2 separate regions of the Triticum aestivum genome follow, and region 2 is linked to region 1. The links are chromatin contacts, called in public Hi-C maps. All regions are on one chromosome and are shown on one strand. Each heading gives the region's core, a stretch centred on a gene start, on an enhancer-like site or on the middle of the called end of the contact. The rest is flanking DNA. Distances are from core to core; before and after follow the strand shown.

Evidence for each region. A called contact is a pair of places that touch in the nucleus more often than the background predicts.
Region 2: a contact with region 1 is called in a Hi-C map of leaf, with 3 times the contacts expected there. The contact joins the promoter of LOC123054260 here to the promoter of LOC123054255 in region 1. A contact is called at or near these places in 2 of 5 Hi-C or Micro-C datasets (both in leaf).

Annotation. Positions count from the first base shown.
Region 1 is chr2D:530,048,877-530,052,097 of IWGSC CS RefSeq v2.1, forward strand. It overlaps LOC123054255, which reads right to left and starts at 1,899. Exons shown (of 38, transcript XM_044477985.1): 1 at 1,598-1,899; 2 at 989-1,202; 3 at 809-904; 4 at 604-721; 5 at 344-517; 6 at 1-154. The coding sequence starts at 1,754.
Region 2 is chr2D:530,459,129-530,462,463 of IWGSC CS RefSeq v2.1, forward strand. It overlaps LOC123054260 (nudix hydrolase 8), which reads right to left and starts at 1,820. Exons shown (of 9, transcript XM_044477990.1): 1 at 1,525-1,820; 2 at 1,143-1,420; 3 at 927-992; 4 at 663-800; 5 at 484-561; 6 at 341-391; 7 at 224-258; 8 at 20-128. The coding sequence starts at 1,645.

The sequences.
Region 1 (3,221 bases), core at 649-3,148:
TAGCCATTACTGTAACACGAAGCCACGGTAAATCAACCGACTCCAATGCATCATGCTGTGCAGCCCTTGCAACAAAGATAATTAAGTCTTGAACAAGTTTTGGTGCCAGTGTTGCTCGTGTTGCCAGTACTCCAACAATCATCAGAGCGCCAGCCTGGTTATAAAAGAACCCATCACAATGATATAGCTTAAAGAGCATAAGGTGGATTTCAGAAAATATAAAAAATTAGTATGCAGACTTCATTTTTATTTAGCATTGTAATCGTAATGAATAGCTAAACAAACATTGAGATGTCAATTTTGCATAAATGGATAACATAAGTTACACATCTTTCAAGCCAACCTTATAATCTCGATCTGCCCCAATATCAGGATTAAGGGAGTCGAACACATATCCCACCACCCTCTGCACTATATTTGAATCAAGCTTGGGGATAGCTCCCAAGCACTCCACAATTACTGCAGTGCAAAAGCACACCACTGTCCTTGAATGAAGGAAACCCTTTTTTGGTGCCGCCTGGTAATGGATAAAAACATCAAGCACAAACCTTCAAAAGCAATGGATAATCCTACTACAACAAAAAATAAGGCAGCCCAACTTACATAGTTGGAAAAGGTCTCCAGCAAAGAAGTATCACGGATGCACTGCTGTACTAGAACACTCCTGGGCGGGGGTGCACCCGAGGATTTCACACCATCAAGAAAGGTCCACTTACTATTCCTGAACGCACAAAATCAACCAAGCACTGAGTGAATTGAAAAGATGAAGGGAACAAACCAAGCATAAACCAGGACCTCTGACACTCACCCTAAGTTGACCAACTGCACAATCCGAACAAACGCATGTGTATCATGGTACGGCAATGCACACAGCAGCAACTCATCCACGTTGTAGACATGCACCCTGCATGAACATTTCCGTCAGATACAGAAGAACGGGCTAGAGCTCGCGGGGAGGGATGAATTGTAGCTAAAGGTTGGTACATACAGGTATCGGCGGATAAGGTACTCGAGCGTCTTGAGGGCAGCTGGAAGCTGCAGATAGCCAGCTAGAAGGCGGAGGTAGGAGGAGATGGACTTGTTTAGCTTGTCATTTTCCTTTTGAGTTTGCTGCTCACGGTTGACCTCAAGGCTAGTCTGGCTGAATAGCGTGCTACTGTACCTCGCAAACCTCTCGTCCACACCAGTAAGATGCTCCAAACCTACATATCACAATTCGAGTCAATTACTGCAAGGGAACATAAACGTGTGTGCAAGTCCTCCATATGCGAAACTAGCGTAGCTTGATGTGAAAGTTAGAAGAATTCTGAAAATTTTCAGGAGTAGCTCTGATGTACATAGTGCAGTGCAGTGTACTCTATCAGCTGACGAATCACGGATAAATTCCTAGGGGCTAGGGTGACCATGGGGCAATTATTTGGAATAACCAAGGAGCCTAACGACCATATCGAAAAATGGTTGGTAATACGCGCTTGAACTAGCGAACAAATATACCAAGGTAGTGTTGTTCAAGTGAACAGGGAGCTACGGAAACATGATGTCAAAGGAACAGTATGCTTAGATCGATAGAGGTGTTCGTCGGGTGAGGGGTGGGCACCAGAGAGGGCGATGGGGAGGATGGCGCGGAGGTCGATGTCGGCGGCCTCCTTGGCGTCGAAGAGCACGGACGGCCGGGTGATGGGCCGGCGAGTCGACTCCGGCGTGGAGCCGAGGGCCGACTTGATGGCCTGCAGCTGCGACGCGATCGAAGCCATCGCCTGCGGTATGGGGGTGGCGTCGCGGTCGCCGCCGCCGCCGCCGCCGCTAAACCCTAATAAAACCCTGCGCGGCGGGAGGGGAGAGGAGAGGAGAGGCGGCGCCGAGCAGGTTGGGGAGGGAGGGATGTACGCAGCACTCAGCAACGAAGCGGTCGGTTTTGTGGTGGTGCGCAAAGCGAGAAGGTCATGGGCCGGGTCACGCCGTCACGGAGGAAGCCCATCTCAATGCCGTCCGCGAGGCCCGGTTAGCTTTATTTTTATTTTTTTGAGCAAAGGCAGCTGTTCCCGGCATTTTCTCAAAAAAAAAAACTGTTCCCACTTGGCCACTTCCCAGCATTTGCTCAAAAAAAAAACTGTTCCCAGCAGCGGGCAAAAAAATCTAATTAAATCGGTATGGCAAGCTGTTCCGGTTTTCTCAATGTCATGCTTTAAGTTGCCAAGGGTTCTGTGTGAAAAAAATGGATAAGCTTATTTGTCAGTTCTTCTGGGGAAACAGAGAGGGGTAGAGAAAACCACATTGGGTTTCTTGGAGATCTATGACTCAACCGAAGAAATGTGGCGGCTTGGGGTTTAGGGACCTCGAGCTCTTGAACTTAGCTTTGTTGGCTCAGCAATCATGGCGCCTTCTCACCGTGCTTGAATCTCTTTGTGCCCGGTTGCTCAAGGCCGTCTGCTGTCCAAGTGTTGACATTCTCAATGCCGACCTAGGGTCTCACCCATTTCAAGTGTGGAGGTCTATCTTGGAGGGTAGAGATGCACTCTTACATGGCTTCATTGGGCGCATCGGTGACGGCACAACCACGAGGGTATGAACGAAAAACTGGATCCTGAGAGACGCATCGATGAGACTAGTTGCTTGTCTGGCTAGCGATCCTCCTATATTTATCAGTGACCTGATTGACAACACTTCGGCTGTGTGGAGAGATAATAAGTTGCAACATATTTTCTCCCCTACAATGCTCAGGCGATAAAGAACACTCCCCTTTGCACAACTCCATTGACTGATTTCTGGGCATGGCAATTTGAAAAGAAAGCATAGTTTTCTGGTAGATCGACATACTGCATGTTGGTCAGTATAAGAAAATGTAGGGGTGATTTGTTGGGTCAGAGAGGAGCTACTTCTAGTGGCGTGGCATAAGAGAATAGTTGGAAATCTTTATGGAACACCCAGGCTCTCTGTAACTTCAGAGCCTTATTTTGGAGGATGGCAAAACACTCACTTCCGTCAAAGGATGTGTGTCACCATAGGAAGATGTGCGACACGGATATTTGCCAAATTTGTGGTGGTGCTGATTCTTGGAGGCATTCTTTGATAGACTGCACTGTTGTGTGATGTGTTTATGTGTTGGGCGACAAAGAATTGATTGGGCACATTTGTTGAGTCACATGAACCCAATGTGAAGCTTTGGCTCTTTAACATGATGGAATCGTTATGGCATGCGGACTTCGTGAAGATGACCGTGA
Region 2 (3,335 bases), core at 570-3,069, 410 kb after region 1:
TTTGAAGATGGTGGTGTACCTTTGCTGCCTGAATCTCTGTTTCGTCGATCTTGATCGCGCTCGACAGAGGCCTCAGCATGCAGATGAAGAACAGGTCCGACTTCTGAAACGCCACGTTGTGCGCGTGCCTGTCATTGTTTTACGGTTTCAGTGGTGAGTGAGACAACATTCAGGGTATCATAACAGTTTCAGAGTTACTGCGCTCAGGTGGATGAGTGTTTACCTGAAGGCGACCACATCCACGAATTCAGTGTCAACCTGCACCGATCACCAGAAGAACAACACATTCAGAACCAATCCTCGCGAAAAAGTATATCCAAGTGCTCGGTTTCTTTCTTACCCCTGTTTCTTCCTGGACCTCCCTGATGGCTCCCGTATATATTTCTTCTGACTGCAAGAGGAAGAAGAACAATTGCTTCAGTAACAGCGACATACCATGAATTACCGCCGTTGTATCGCCAACGATCTTCAGTGCGTCCTTACCTCCTGAATAAACCCCGTGGGGAGTTTCCAGACGCCATCCAACGCCCAGCCCCGATACTTCTCTTGCACCACTAGGACCTGTCAGGTTGTTCAGGGAGATGCCATTAGACACACGAACTTCCTCAGTTATTATCCCTTCTGACCGAAACCATTACTAGCACTGCGCGCGCGAGACCTACCTCCATTTGATCGTTGATCACGAAGCCCCCGACGCCGACCTGATGAGAAGCGTTCGCTGGGAGCAGAGACGGCTCGTCGGGGATCCAGTACGTCAGCATCAAGTAGGCCTCCTCCGCGTGGTGGTACTTGAATCCTTCCTGCACAAAGATTTAGGGAAATAGCATCAGTTCAGTGAAGTACGGATATTTTATCACCAGGTTCAGACAACTGATTTCAGTGGCTAGTAAAGAGGAAGAGCAATACAACTACAGAAGTATTCTTACCTTGACTGCTATGGGAACAAACTCAGATCGGTCCACTGGCAATTTCAGCCACACCCCTTTCTTTCCCTGCAGCAAGAATCACGGCGCATGTAAATAACAGAACCAAGTGACAGTGAGTTGCTGATGCATTTCAGTATCGCAGTGAACAGTTCATAAATTACTGAACTGGAGTATTTCAAACCCCCATTTTTTGTCCCTCTCGATGTGTGCACGTACCACGGACTGCCAGTAGGAGAGGGACGCCGCGAGCGACCGGGCGAAGGCGGCCTCGTCGGACGGCAGCCTGTCGGCGTCGACGACGACCCCGCCGTACTCGTCCTCGGAGGCCTCCAGCACGAAGTTGTTCTCCAGGGTGGTCCACCAATGGTGGCCGGTGGAGTCGGGCAAGTTGACGCCCATCCACTCGGGCTCGCTCCGGAACAGCTTCCTCCGCGCCGCCGACCTCACCCCGCTCAGCATCCGGCCGATGGAGTAGGACGCGCTCACCCCGTGCTCTGCACAGCAGCAACACAGCGAGTGAGCTCACGCGATTCAGGCATAAAACTACGCACATAGGCGGTGACTGGCTGACGGAGTGACAGATAGGAGCCGGCCGTACCTCTGGATGAGCTGGAGCAGTTGAAGAACCTCATGGTGTTTCCGGCGCTGCCGCGGCGGCGCCCGCCCGCCGTCGAGCAGAGGGCGGCGGCGGCCGTGTCGACCAAGCTGCAGCTCTCCATCGCTGGCAAGTGGTGGCTCGACCAATCCCTTCCCTCCGGACTGAGATCAAAGACAAAGCGCCACCCAAGTTGCAGTGCTATCACGAGCGATGCTACCGTTGCGCGTGTGAGTATGAACTGATACGGCGTGCGTGCCTTGCGATGTCCGAGGGCGAATGGCTGAGCTCCACAGAGCGGCCGAGGAGCTTATAAAAATATCGGCCCAGGGGGGTCCACGTCACTGTCACGGGGATAAGGGGCCACGCCGATGGCATGGGGATATTCGCGCGCCGGCTCAGAGTTACCGCCCTGCGGCACAAGGCAGATAGATGGCCTCACTCTAATCCGATTGTTATCATTAGGAGTAGTTCCTTCGCAGTTACAACTACGGAAGAGAACAAAAGCACGGTGTACTAAACTAACTTGACGACAGTGTGCAGGAGAAAAGACATGGAGAAGCAGAACCCAGAGTGCCAGACGCATGTGGGTGCTGAAAATGCTGTCTGGCCGGTGGTGGACGGGTGGGTGTGACGAGGACCCGCAATGCGGGACGCATCAACTAACATAAGCAATGCCGTGATCACTGGCTAATCGCTCGTCACGCCTGTGGTGTCAGCTTTATTGATTGATTTATTTTAGTGGTCGCAATTAGTTAGGTCTCCGTGGGACGCGCGCCCCGTTCCTGTCTGCCTCTGTCTGTGCCGCGTGACTGGGCTCCGCGTCGGAGGGATTGAACTCGAGCTGAACGAACTAGTGCAAATTTCCTCATCCAGATATCCTCATCATGATTGTCTCGGTCATGATGGTGTCCTCCTTGGCTCGCAACTCGTCAGAGACAACTGATTTTTTAGATATTTTATTTTCTTCAAGCAACAGTCTGAAGAAAAGCAGCAGAAGATTTTTCTCCCTTCGTAGCGATATAGAGTGCAACCGGTTTGGCTGGTTCGCGCGTTCCGCACGTGACGGATAGCGCCGTGGCCGTGTGTTCGGGCGGGGAACTCGTTGGGTTTGGATTGGGCGGATTACGTGGAGACAGGTGGTGCCGCGCGGCCTGCGGGGCACACGAAAGGTACGGAAACTCTGGACGGGTCTAGAAGGCGACGCCGGCGCCGTGAACGCGCGCTCGCCAACGCGGCAACACGTGGGAACGGCCCGGGCTGCTCCGGGAACGGAGGAGCAGGCCGCCGCCTTAGACGCGTCGCCCGCGCGCGTCTCCGGCGGCCATGCGCGCGACGTGCCGAGCGCTGCTGGACCGTCGGGTCCGGGTCGGCTCAGTCTACTAGTGGGCGCTGTGTGCGTTGCGGGCTCCGAGTTCCCATGCATGCATGAGCCGAGGTGGCTGCGCTGCGAGCCACAGACCTCGGTGGTGTTCTGTTTCAGCCCGTCGTTGCTGCATGCCGCCTGCAGGGGCCACCGTGTTCTTATGGATCACGAGCATGCTTTTTTGCTTTTTTTTCTTTTCTTTTACGGTTTCTATTTTCCTGTTTTGTTAATGCCACAATGCCATGCTCCGTGCCTCCCTCCATTCCGTTCTGTTAGGTAGCTAGCTAGGTACTCCCTCTACTGACTTCCAATCTATTCATCTCCTTGAATTAGTCTTTTACCCCGCTTTATTGATAAAGTAATATCCATACAACAGTCCAGATAGTAAACACAACGGCTGGAGTCACAGTATAATCAAACCCAAGAAAAGAAAAAATAAACAGGAAAG